Regions from separate parts of the Mus musculus genome. Here all the other regions are linked to region 1. The links are chromatin contacts, called in public Hi-C, HiChIP or PLAC-seq and promoter capture Hi-C maps. All regions are on one chromosome and are shown on one strand. The core of a region is the stretch at or near the end of the contact, and the rest is flanking DNA. Distances in the headings are between cores, read along the strand shown. Region 1 holds the start of Negr1 (neuronal growth regulator 1). Region 2 overlaps Negr1 (neuronal growth regulator 1). Region 3 has its middle 44 kb from the start of Gm22458. Region 4 overlaps Negr1 (neuronal growth regulator 1).

Region 1 (3,122 bases), core at 219-2,718:
AAATGAGCACCAGTGAAAGACGAATGTGTTTTGTAAATACCGCTACAGGCGGAAGGTGGGGGAAACCAAGTGGTGAGGGTAAGTTATTTCTAACCACCAGCTTCCCAAACTCCTCATGGGCACTGGAATCGCTGTTCTGGATTCAGATTCTCTCATTGATTTGCAAATCGCCTGGAAGACCTCTAGGATCTTAGGGTTGAAAATGAGTGCCAGAAAGGGGGTGGGGGGGGGGGAAGAGTGGACTATGGGGTGACCCCCGTGCCTTGTACCCTGTTTTGCCCTGACCTGGGCGTAGGCTAGCAGATCCGCGGGACACTGCTTGCCCCTTGAGGGGTTGAGGTTACTGCTCAAAGGATGCAGGTCCACCCCAACTGGGAGGCGGTGAAAAAAAAAAATACAACTGGGACTCTTTAAAGCCGAGGAATGCCTTGGCTTCAACCGAATGCGCAAGCCTTCCGCCCAGTAGGCTCAAATGGGTTAAACTGCCTCTTACATAACAGGACCGCCTAGCTCCACACAATTAAAACACTGATTGCAGCCTCCTCCAACTCTGCATCCCAGTAAGGCCCGCCCATCCCTCCCGTTGCGCCTGCGTGTCGCGCGCTCCCGGGCCCAGCACGCGCCCTGCACACTCCATCTCCCTCTCACAAGTGGACACTCTGTGCTGACACCACACGCGCACACACACTCATGCGCAAGTTAGTATCAAGACGCACAGAGAAGGGCAGGCGTTCTCCAGTACGCACAGGCGGACTCACACACGCACTAGCTTTCGGTCGGCATGCCCGAATCACTATACTGTCCCCGTAAAGCAGCAGCGCCGCCACAATCCCTGCTTATCTCCAAGAGAGGGTGAAAAGAAATACCCCCACTAAAGGAAAAATAAGGAACGGAGGGAAGGAAACAGGAAGGGGAGAGAAGAGAGGAGAGGAGAGGAGAGGAGAGGAGAGGAGAGGAGAGGAGAGGAGAGGAGAGGGGAGGGGAGGGGAGGGGAGGGGAGGGGAGGGGAGGGGAGGGGAGAGGAGAGGAGAGGAGAGGAGAGGAGAGGAAGAGAGAGAAGAGAGAGCTAACTGGCAGTTTATTAACAGCGCTATTAGCTAGTCAGGATTAAAAAAAAAATACAAGACAACAACAAAAAAAGCCAACTCACTCAGTCTCAGGCGTCATGATGGCGCCGACCCCAACTTGAGCACTTTAAAGTCGGGGGCCCGAGGAGCCGAAAGCACCAGAGGGCAGGCCTGGCCCTTATGCCCTGACTTCCCAGCCCCGCGGCTCGCAAAGCTCTCTAGTTCGCGCTGCCAAGCCGGACTAGACCTCGGCGTATCCTCAGTCGCCCTAGCTTCCCAGTCCCTCTTCTTTCCTCTTTTTGATCTATCTCTTTCGCTTCTCCGGCCCCCCTCCCTGCCTGGTCCTCCATCCCTGGGCGGGGTTGCTACGGAAACGGCCGCTTGGCAACGCGCGCGAGCCCGGGGGCCGCCGGCCGCTGCTGCGCCCCGCGCTGCCTGCGCCGCCTCCCGCGCTCTGCTCGCAGCCTCGCAGGACGGTGTGCGGCCGCCAGGGATTAGCCACGCTCCGGACGCGGCCGGGCGCCCCGAAGGAGGTGGAGCGCGGTGCCAGGGGGCGGGAGGGGAGGGAGGGAAGGCAAGCTGCAGAGGAGCAGAAAGGAGGCGAGGCCGGGGAAAGAGGGAAACTACGCCCGACAACTAGGGAGGGGGCGAGAAAGAGAAGAAACCCACCCACCCACTCAGAAAAAGGAAAAGAGGAAAAAAAATCTCGTGTGGCGCGCCGCCTGGTTATCGGGCAGCCTCGCCAGCAGCAGGGGGTGGGAGCCGACGCTGCCGGAGAGCGAGCAGCCTGGCAGGCACGGACATGGTGCTCCTGGCGCAGGGCGCTTGTTGCTCGAACCAGTGGCTGGCGGCGGTGCTTCTGAGCCTGTGCTCTTGCCTCCCGGCCGGGCAGAGCGTGGACTTCCCTTGGGCGGCCGTGGACAACATGCTGGTGAGGAAAGGTGACACAGCGGTGCTCAGGTAGGGACCGCGCGCCCTCTCTACACTTGCCTCAGTCTGTCTTTCCGTCCCTTTCCCTCTCTGCACCTTGCTTTACACCCAGAGTGAATCCTGCTGTTGCTCACGAGCAAAAACACCACACCTCAGGCTAGCCACGCATGACCCTTCCTGGGCTTCTCGGACCCCGGGGCAGGGGTCTGGCTGGATTAGGGAGAGAGGGAAAAGCGCTTTCCAAGCAGCCCGGGCTTAGGAAGTGTGGGGCTTGAAGGAGGGGCAGGTGCCACTTTGGAGCCAGGTCTCCGCTCTGCTGCCAGCGGTACTCCAGGAGTCTGACAAGTTTACAGGGCTTGTTTCTGCTTCACTCCGTAAGCGACTTTTCTCAACTGCTGGCTCTGTGCTCCATTTATTTTCCCTCTCACTTGAACAGTAAGATCCAAATATTCCATTCAGCTTTTTTCCCCCTCCTGTAGCTGCTTTCCTTCTGTGTTTCCCTCTTCCTCTGTCCCCTATCCCATTTCTCCAACTCCCTCTTCAGTCACCCCTATTGCCTCCAGTCTCTGGTTTACTCCTATGCTATAGTGTTCCCAGTGTTTCCCTCACACCTTAGTTCCTGTCATTCCTTATTCTCCCTGTTTTTCCAGATTTCCCTTTCCACTAATTTCCGGTCCTCACCATAGCCCTTGTCTTCCCCTCCCAGACCATCATCTGTCTCCAGCTTTGCCTCCCATGCACTTTTCTGTCACACCCACACTCAAGGTCCAGTACCATATTCAGATCCCATAAATCTCGATTTTATGAGCACACTCCCTCTCAGCTCTCCCATCCTCTCATACACTGGCACTTCCCTCCTGTGAGAAATGATTCACACTCAGAACCCCCCCCCCCAGTGTTTAAAGGATGCACACTCCACACTCACTCCACACGTGCACCCCCCAACCCCCAACACACACTTCCCTTTCTCTTCTGTCTGTAGTTTTGCCTCTTGTCTTCCCCTATTTTCACTGAGCTGAGCATGAACAGAGTGTTTGTCGGTGAAAGGTCTCCCTAGCCTGTTTTCCTCAGAAGCCACACTACCAAGTATGCCCAGGGGAAGATTTCCTTTCCCATTGGATATAA
Region 2 (3,245 bases), core at 170-2,669, 650 kb after region 1:
TTTCCTGTTTCATCACTAAATGTTTCAACCATATATCGTTTAAGTAAATGGTATCTCCTAATGTTCACTTTTCCTGAACCATTGAACAGTGTGTATTTTGCCAATTAACATCAGCTTTGGTTCAAATGTGTCAAGAGGCCACAAGTGATAGAAAATAAAATCTATGCTAGGAGGGAGGCTGCACACTTAGTCTTTGGAATAAGTGCTCTCCAAGTACCCTGCATTCAGCAACTGATTGTCCTCATGGGATGAGTACCTGCATTTGTCTGTGGATGGAACAGTTCTTAGGGTGTCTTGTACAGGTGTGTGTGTGTGTGTGTGTGTGTGTGTGTGTGTCTGTGTCTGTGTCTGTGTCTGTGTCTGTGTCTGTGTCTTGCATGCATACTTGCTTAGCATACTTGGCTAAGTCACATGTGCTTTGAGTCCTGTTTTGTCACCTACATATAGAAGAAAAACACATACTGTCTGCTTACTTTATGCCACAGTGGTGACACTGGGTAGATTAAACTCCTCTGAACTTTAGTTTACCCAGCTGCAAAACAGGAAAAATAACATCTTACCTTATAAGGTAATTGTAAAAACAAGATAATCTCTCTAAAGATCTGAGCACAGTCTCTGGTACATGATAGACATTTTATAAATAGTTAATGTGATGGATTACATGTGTATTGTGTACAGAAGATTACAATCATTAATGTCTTCTACTTAGTGACAGCCCAGAATGGAAAATTTGGAAGGATGTGAGTAAGGGGAAGTCTGAATAGATATGGCTGGCATGATATCAAGAAGTTTTTAATTCCACTGAAATTCAGTTTGCTCTGTAACAGCCCACGGTGAGGTACAGTGGGGAGAAAACCCTGGGGTTGTCTTCCCACACATGCAGTAGAACACCAAGTATCTGACAGGTCAGTCACTACCAAGTGGGGTAGGTTAGCACCTAGACCACAGTCAGAATTCTGTGTACCAGGTCAGGGCTTCTGTGTAAGCTGATGTCTGTCATCTGGCTCCATCTGCAGCCTTTGTTCATTAGTACACTCCACCAAGACTACTGCTTATTAGATGTCAGGGAAAGAACACAGGGGAAGGATGCAGTGCCCAGTATAGCTTGAACTCTGCAGGAAGGAGTAACAAGGCCCCTTCTGCATTTCCAGGGCCTCAGCTGTGCTCCTAGCTAGAAGGCCTGTCTGCAGAAGGTTTTTTGCTGGCTTCTGCAGTTATTGTCAAATAAGTTTCAAGGAAAAGAAATTCTCTCCAGATTTCCTCTAGATTAGAAGGAATTATATTCCTTTGCAACCCAATTTTCTGTGCTGATTTCAGAGTCAATATCCCTTTTAAATCTCAGGGGAACCCCCTCCTCCGTGTGTGTGTGTGTGTGTGTGTGTGTGTGTGTGTGTGTGTATAGAGCTCTAATGAAACTCTGGTACATGAGTGCAGCTGCGAGCAAGATGGGGACACAAAGCCTTTGCTGCTTTGCAGACTACTCGGATAGAGCCACTAATTAGAGTGCTCATCGTCTCTCGTTAATAGAAATTGTTGTCTTGATAAAGAAAAATTTTAAGGTTGAATTTGTGTAGTAGCCATTTATAACAACATAAAGTGGTAACAGTGCTGCAATGATTTTTAAAGCCATTTATTATCTTTTCAATTAAAATAAAATATGCTAAGGTCCTGGAGAGATGGCTCAACAAGCATGAGGACAGAGAACAGATTTCTAAAAGCCTCATAAAATCCAGATTGATCCAATGACTGCCTGTAACCTTATCACTCTGCAGACAGAGACAAATATCCACAAAGCAAGCTGGCTTACTAGGAGCTGAAGTGGCAAGCTGCAAGTCCAGTGAGAGACCCTGCTTCAGTGTATAAGCTAGAGAGCAGCCTCAGTGTATAAGCTAGAAGGTAGCCAAGGAAGACACTTGAAATCAACCTCAAAGTTTCACACGCATGCACATGCATGCACTCATGTATACACAGGTGCATATACTACACACATATGCATTCGCCTGCACTCTGTCATGCATGTATAAGCATGAATACTATACATACACACATGCACACATGACCATACATGCACACATATGCACATATGTGTGCACAATATGCACATATGCACACATGCATACATACACACAAACACATGGACATACATAAACATGCACACATTCATGCATACAACAAATGCACATATGCACACACATGCACACGTGAGCATATGCACACATGCATACACACATGCACAGGCACACACACACATGAAATGTAAACAGATAAACTCTCACTTATAAAGACATTGCTATTTGCAGTCAGTGTGCTACATGGCTTATGTCTGCACTTGTTTACTCTCCTCATGAGACTTCACCTATGCTTGTAAACCCACAAACCTACAGGGGAGACTTCTGCATTCTGCATCCAGGATTTGGCCATAGGTCAGTTTCCCTTAAATGCTCATCCTTAATCACCTTGTGTTGGAAACAAAGTTACCCAGGGAAGTATGTAGGCTAACCATGAGGACCTAATATTTACATATCAGACCCCTGCAATCCAGAGATTTCATGGTGACCCACCCTCAGGTTTCCAGAGAAATGTAAACTAAGTTTTCTGGCAGCCTGAAAACTTCAATCTATACTGAAAAGAGGCTCCTATCATTGGGCATCAGCTATGCCCATGAATGTGGACCACTCACTAGTTCCTTCCCGGTGGGAAAGCTGTGGTTCCAATACTACCCTCTGCTTCCCTGTCAAGCCTGCTGATGCTTTATATGGAAAGGGCTCACATTGGGTCCCTACGGTTGTTGTGCCTTCTCTGTCAGCTTAGAGCCTGTCTTCTGAGCCCTTATCCATGCTAACCTTAGTCCTGGCAGAGCTGCATGCTCTTCATCCTACTGCCTCAGCACCACAGTGAACGGCAATCAGATCTTTCAGTGAAACCATGGCAACCAAAAGGATTAATTTCTGCCTTGTCTCTGTAGCTCAGTCTTGTTATCTCTCCAAAGTCCAAAAGATACACACACACACACACACACCCTCCACCACCACCACCACCACTGCATCACAGCATAAAATAACATAATAACATTCTAGGATCCAAATATGACCTAAAATACATAGATAAGAAGGGGCTTGGCACCAGAGAATCTGGTACCAGGCCATGCATGTAGTGAACAATAATTAGCGTACTCTACAGAAAGATTCACTGCCAGTGGCTTGTTGTTTCTTGGTGCTTTCTTAAATAAGATGTCTTCTTGTGCT
Region 3 (3,231 bases), core at 34-2,533, 760 kb after region 1:
AGTTGGAACTATACCACCAATCAAAGAAAACACATGTTGGAACTTGTGGCTCTAGCTATATATGTAGCAGAGGATGGCCTAGTTGGCCATCAATGGGAGGAGAGGCCCTTGGTCCTGTGAAGGCTCTATGCCCCAGTATAGGGGAATGCCTGGACCAGGAATGGGAGTGGGTGGGTTGGGGAGCAGAGGGAGGTGGGAGGGGACTTTTGGAGGGAAAACTAGGGAAGGGGATAACATTTGAAATGTAAAAAAAAAAATCTAATAAAAAATAATCAAAAAATAACACAGGCACATTCACTAAAGTAAAATGTGTCCTCATGTGATGTGATGTAAGACATTTTAAAGCAGCTGGGTGTGGTGGTATATGCTTTTCTCCCTTGCTCTCAGGAGGCAGAAGCAAGTAGATCTCTGTGAGTTCCAAGCCAGAGTGGTCTACATAATGAGACCCAGGCTCAAAACAACAGTCAAATTAAATGAATTAACAATATTTGAGCTTTGATAATATAATCTCTCAGTAACTGACAACCCAAAATCTAGGTTATTCACATATCTGATATTCTAGAGTCTCTCTATTCTAACAACTTTAGCCTGTGTATCTCACAAACCATCACTCAATAGTCTGGGGCATATGGAAAAAAGTTTAAAAACTCTGCAAGGACTACATTACTTCATGGGCCTGCTATGTTAAAAAAAAAAGTACATGCATTTGGGGGTGTTTGTTAAAAAACTTAAGAAGAAAACCTTTGGATTGTGCTCTGGGAACATTTACTATTAGTGAAGTAGCTATTTGACAACAACAAGAAACATGAACAGATAAGAAGACTTCTTCACTCACATTCTGGTACAATGATGTAGAAGGTCGAGCCTCTGTTGCAGAAGCTGCCTGGCTGCTTAGACTGGGAGCCCAGGTATTCTCTGTTGGTGAAACCAGAGCCACAGGATGTATGAGGTCCACCAGATCCTTTCTCCCTTCCTTTCAAATAGGTTACCAACAGCATTAGGGAGTTACTTGGTGAAACTGGGAATTTTGGAGCTTCCTTAATTTTGACCTTTTTAACACTCAGGATGTAAACTTCACACTAACCAAGGCTGGTTCAAGCTTCCTGCAGCTCAGAATTGTGTTTAAACAAGCACTGCAAGCCTGGGGGAATTCCTAAGAGTGTGGGGATTTAGCTTAGCAAAGGGTTTTAGAAAATAATCCTGGAAGACTGCATCAGGATAACAATAGAGAACAAAGGCTCCCTGATTGCTCTAAAACCCTTAACAGGGCCATAGAATGAACTGCCTGTGTAGCTTTCTAAGTAGCTTCACTGATGTAGACAATGGTTGCCTGGAAACCCCACATCTCCCTGCAACACAGTTTGACTAGTGACCTGGCAAAAACAAGGTCAATAGCTCATTTTTCACAGAATCCTTATGAAATGGTTGGTGGAGACTTGAAACTGTTTCACACTGTTGTCCTTTACAAAACAAACTCCACATACACCAAGTCCCACTGCAGTCCACGGTCTGGAAGACAAGCTTACAAGCTGGGCATGTGATATTCTGGGTAATTTCAAATGAATAAATACGAGAAATTGCACCCATGTAAACCCACCATTTCTATTTCTTTCTCCTTTGCTCAGATTTTAGCATGAGGAACATCTTGTGACTTAATTAATCAGAAGGCAGCACCTGCTCTCTGTGCTGACATGGAGAAAATAGACTTTTTTTGGAATTAAATTTGTTTCTGGAAATACATAGTTCCTGTTGGTAGACAACAGGCTCATGTTTGGGACATCTTCAGTCAAATCTTCAGAATGTTGACAAGAAGGAAGCCAGTTTTGTGTTTCCATTACATTTTGAGTGAGCACACCCCCCCCTTTTTTTTTTTCCTATTTTCTTCTTTTATTTTCTGGAATTGTATATATCTACATTACAATGAGGCAGTGTGTGTCCTCAGACATTCTTGTTTTCTCACAATTCTGTTCTTGCAACGTGGTAACAAAGCTTCCTAGTTTGCATATGACTAACACAAGGTGTCCAGTAAGGGCTCTTTTGTCTAAATGAACTCATTCCCAGACAAGTAGCATTTCAGAAACACTCTGCCATGTATTAGAAATCCTCTTAAAAGACTGTAGGATACCTATTCTTAGTTGTCAACATGATTACAGCTGGAATTAACCAAGGCTCAAGCAGCTGGGTACACCTAAATGGTATTTTTTAATTGAAAATAGCTTCTTCTCATATAATACATCCTAAGCAATTTCCCCCCCCCTCCAGTTCTTCCAGCTCCTCTACCCCCACCCCATCACTCCCCTGACCCTCTCTCCCTTCACTTTCCTTAATCTGCATCTTTAGAGATGAAATGACTGTCTTAGTCAGGGTTTCTATTCCTGCATAAACATCATGACCAAGAAGCAAGCTGGGGAGGAAATGGTTTATTCAGCTTAAACTTTCCACATTGCTGTTCATCACCAAAGGAAGTCAGAACTGGAACTCAAGCAGGTCAGGAAGCAGGAGCTGATGCAGAGGCCATGGAAGGATGTTACTTACTGGCTTGCTTTGTCCTGGCTTGGTCAGCTTGCTTTCTTATAGAACCCAAAACTACCAGCCCAGGGATGATATCACCCACAATGGGCCCTCCCCTCTTGATCACTAATTGAGAAAATGCCTTACAGCTGGATCTCATGGAGGCATTTCCTCACTTGAAGCTCCTTTCTCTGTAATAACTCCAGCTGTGTCAAGTTGACACACAAAACAAGCCAGTTCAAAAGACAAACTTTTAATCCAGGTCTTTTCATGTGGGAGGAGCAGGAAGAAGGAAGCTCTCTGTCCTTTGTTTGCTTGCCCTCGCTCTCCTCACTGACAATTCCATTTCTTCACTGGCATTAGAGCCTACTTTAGGATCCTGACATAAACTGAAGACCAACCTTAGTCCATCAGCTTCATGGACTGAACAACTACTGGATTCTTAGATTTTCTGTTGTTAGGCAACCATTGTTGAACTAGCTGGACCGCAACATGTAAGCCACTATATTAAATCCCCTTTAGATAGACATTCAGACAGATAAATTCTATCTGTTCAGTTCCTCTAGAGAACTCTGACTGACACAGACTGAAAATGGACTTAACTTCTGTCAGATACCTTGGAATCTTCTCATGGCAATCATTCATTTACTCACTAGACAAGGTCTGATTTAGTGGCCTGACAAAATCCAGCTGGAAAGAGTCTTCTGGAGTTATTGAGAT
Region 4 (2,962 bases), core at 382-2,881, 620 kb after region 1:
ATACTAGGTATAGAATGCTGCCCATTATATACTGTATATAAAATGCTGCCCATAAGATACTGTGTATAGAATGCTGCCCATTAGATACTGTGTATCAAATTTTCATCATGAGTTCACCCTCTAGCTCCTCCCCTCATGCTAGATGTGAAGAAATTACCCCAGGGAGAAGACTTAATACCATTATTGTCATAACTCTTCAATGCAGAACTTGGATAAGATCTCAATTCTCCTAACACTTTGTTTTTTATTTTATTCCTGTGCTTTCAGAAGACCACAGAACTTGATGTCACTATTTGAATTGTTTGAAGTGTTTCCCTTCTCAAATAGTGACATCTGCTTGACACCATCCATAGATACTTTAGAAAACATAAGACTCCTGGCTCAAAGACACAAGACTGTTTCTCTCAGCAATGTCAGATGAAGTAGCAGTAGAATGAGCCTATTGCATTAGTTTCAAATGCCAAAGTCGTATCACAGATTTCCTAGGTGACCACTCTCCAAGCTGATGCTTCTATTAGGGGGATGCAGCATCCAGAGGACCCAGGGCCGGGCATCAGCCAGAGACTTCTCTTTGTCTTTGGACCTGGAAAACAACATTTACTTTTTATACTTGACATTTCCAATAAAGTCAGTAACAACAAAACATTTAGCAATATCAGGGAGCTAGGAAAGAACGGCTCCTGACCACCTGTGGGGAGAAGAAATGACAGCAGTGGTGGTTGTTTTCCTAATTCCTAATGTTTGTTCAGGTGCACTGGAACCTGTGTGAAAATGCAGACTAATGTGGCAGTTCCATGTGAGAGCTAGAGTCTAACCTTCACACCTACAGGGAAAGAGACACAGAAGGTTCAAAAACAGCAGTCACATAGCCAGTCTCTCCAGGAAGCAGGATCTCAGAAGAGCATGCTCAGCCTGTGTTCTCCATTTTGGATATCTCTTCCAAAAGTCCAGGAAGTCTTCTTGTCTGATCTCCCAGATTTAGGAGCTGGTGGTAGACTGGCACAGCCGTAAAAAGTAAACATGAGCTAAGCATGTATGTGAAGAAACCCTGCAATCTGATCTGAATATGTAGAGCAGATCAGCCTAGAGCACCATGCACTACAAGCATGGTCAGCTCATTCTTTCTGAAAAGTGAAACTACAGATGGAGTCACTCTACCTTGTGAAGCCCATCTATGGATTCAGCATGAAAGGTCATTCTTTCAGAGCAGAGCTTGAAGCCCAAGATGTCAGCTGCTCTCTCTATGTAGGTGATATGAATCCATAATGCAAGTGACACCCCAAGTGTCCCCCAATCAGAGGCATAGAAGAGTGAAACCTCAGGGCTTGAGAATTGTCCAGAATTTATTTTCTCCTGTCAGAACGTGGCCTCTGAGCTTTCCCATCTCAAGCTTCCTCAAACGCTTCTCTGCCAGGCTTCTCAGCATAGAAAACTGTTTTAAGATAATAATCAGCAACATGGTCACCCTTTATCGGGTGCTTACCAGCTTTTCCTCCAGGGCCCCTCTGAGGATGTAACACACCAAGGGCTAAGGTACCATTTCTATTCATTTACTAGTGTCTAGCACAGCAATACATGAAGCCAGACACAGTTATTAACTGGCAGTGTTTCCATGGCAATAACTTCAACACTGAGGAAGCTTAATGTGCTTAGCATTTACAAAACAAGCTTGAACACACAGATATATTTCAGCAGCCATCCTCCCAAAAGCCTGTTATGTAAAGTCATCAGGCCTCAAACACACATGCTCTGTGTTGGAAAAATCAATGTATATGATTGGCAGCAATTGAGAACACCTGCCAATAGAAATCTCTGTAGGATTTGCTCATCTCAATCATGAGAGAGACTTAATGTTCGAGGGAGGACTGTGGATGACTATGCCCCCTGTCCAGAATTCTTAGGACCTGTGTGTTCCAAGCCATTCCTTACATTACACACTGCAGAGACTGCATGGGTCTGGATCCAAGCAGAGCCCCGAATCTTGAATGTTTACCAACTTCTTCCCCAGGAGCAGTTAGAATCTCTCAGAATCTCAAAGGCTCCTTTTCACCTTTGTTGAAATCTGCTGTGTGTCAGTAGCTGTCATTAAGAACAAGGAACTGAGGTTAGGCAGGTCAGCAATGCTTTGATGGCTTATGAGAGCTTTAAACTTGAATGAATAACTTGCAGTGGGACTAAAATAAAGTCTATTGAAACCCAGAAATTATCGATATTCAAATATAAAAGGAAATGGCTGATACTCAGAGTTCATTGTGAAAGTATCTCCCCAAAGCATGGCTATGATATGTCACTATCATCCAGTACTGCTCTGTCCTATATCAAGTGAGAATCACCTGTAATGGACAAGTCACCAGAGCGTGTGTCACCTTCACCCTGTGAGCTGTTGGAAAATGCAAATACATCATGCCATCTGTAAGGAGCTCCCAGTTCAGAGCTTAAAACTCACCTTTGTTAGTGCTTTCGTGTGTTTTAGACAGTTATTTCAACATGTATCTTGACAGACTAAATTGATCAACCCTACAGAAACTCCTGCTGATTTTTTATCTTATTTTATTTTTTAGAATGCCAAATCATGACACCAGATCAGATGATGATTAACTGTGGGTGGACTAGGGCCTCGGGAAATTACTAAATTGGATTTGGATTGACAAAGTGATGCGACTCTAGGCTGCCTAACTGCTTTCCTACACAGCCAAACACATAACTCTCTCATCCTGACTTTGAGAAAACTTCAGATAAGTCTGTCTAATAAGTCTCTCTCAAAATATATTCGTGAATAAGAAAGATGCAATGATAAATTCTATTAAAAAAATGTATCCTACTTGCTATTAATTTTCACAAGATATATGAGCCGTTAACACAATAATCCATTATATTTAACACAGTGCCTAAAATGAAGGCTCTCTTTGGCTGTTTGACACACCATCGGTTTAGTCGAGAAATTAGGCCAGCGCACCTGTCC

The links. Promoter capture Hi-C pulls out the DNA fragments that hold promoters and counts their contacts. Hi-C and Micro-C count contacts between places; a contact is called where the count stands out from the background. HiChIP or PLAC-seq counts read pairs in DNA pulled down with a chosen protein or histone mark.
Region 2: a Hi-C map of cortical neurons shows a contact between it and region 1, with 4 times the contacts expected there. The contact joins the enhancer-like site here to the promoter of Negr1 in region 1. A contact is called at or near these places in 4 of 39 promoter capture datasets (hippocampal neurons, liver and pre-B cells), 16 of 484 Hi-C or Micro-C datasets (brain, cerebellar granule neurons, cerebellum and 8 more) and 9 of 115 datasets of contacts at active chromatin or transcription factors (SST interneurons, VIP interneurons, astrocytes and 5 more).
Region 3: a contact with region 1 is called in an H3K4me3 HiChIP or PLAC-seq map of neural tube, with 5 times the contacts expected there. The contact joins the enhancer-like site here to the promoter of Negr1 in region 1. A contact is called at or near these places in 4 of 39 promoter capture datasets (hippocampal neurons, liver and pre-B cells), 1 of 484 Hi-C or Micro-C datasets (cortical neurons) and 3 of 115 datasets of contacts at active chromatin or transcription factors (embryonic stem cells and neural tube).
Region 4: a promoter capture Hi-C map of hippocampal neurons shows a contact between it and region 1, with 2.4 times the contacts expected there. The contact joins the enhancer-like site here to the promoter of Negr1 in region 1. A contact is called at or near these places in 4 of 39 promoter capture datasets (frontonasal cranial neural crest, hippocampal neurons and liver), 2 of 484 Hi-C or Micro-C datasets (forebrain and frontal cortex), 7 of 115 datasets of contacts at active chromatin or transcription factors (SST interneurons, VIP interneurons, embryonic forebrain and 4 more) and 1 of 9 other capture datasets (liver).

What each region holds. Positions count from the first base shown.
Region 1 is chr3:156,560,326-156,563,447 of GRCm38.p6, forward strand. Negr1 (neuronal growth regulator 1) reads left to right here and starts at 1,469. Exons shown (of 7, transcript NM_001039094.3): 1 at 1,469-2,027. The coding sequence starts at 1,870. 4930570G19Rik (RIKEN cDNA 4930570G19 gene) reads right to left here and starts at 1,362. Exons shown (of 4, transcript NR_040399.1): 1 at 1,151-1,362.
Region 2 is chr3:157,215,097-157,218,341 of GRCm38.p6, forward strand. The region is part of intron 6 of Negr1 (neuronal growth regulator 1); the gene reads left to right. Among named protein-coding and RNA genes, the nearest start is that of Gm24373, 5.8 kb to the left of the region's middle. Within about 2 kb of position 1,420, at least 21 of the 459 cell types and tissues checked have an H3K27ac peak or open chromatin away from gene starts, as enhancers often do. A contact at or near this core is called in SST interneurons, VIP interneurons, brain and 4 more, where this site is marked.
Region 3 is chr3:157,320,033-157,323,263 of GRCm38.p6, forward strand. No RefSeq gene overlaps it. Among named protein-coding and RNA genes, the nearest start is that of Gm22458, 44 kb to the right of the region's middle. Within about 2 kb of position 1,284, at least 52 of the 459 cell types and tissues checked have an H3K27ac peak or open chromatin away from gene starts, as enhancers often do. A contact at or near this core is called in cortical neurons, embryonic stem cells and neural tube, where this site is marked.
Region 4 is chr3:157,180,575-157,183,536 of GRCm38.p6, forward strand. The region is part of intron 6 of Negr1 (neuronal growth regulator 1); the gene reads left to right. Among named protein-coding and RNA genes, the nearest start is that of Gm24373, 29 kb to the right of the region's middle. Within about 2 kb of position 1,632, at least 15 of the 459 cell types and tissues checked have an H3K27ac peak or open chromatin away from gene starts, as enhancers often do. A contact at or near this core is called in SST interneurons, VIP interneurons and hippocampal neurons, where this site is marked.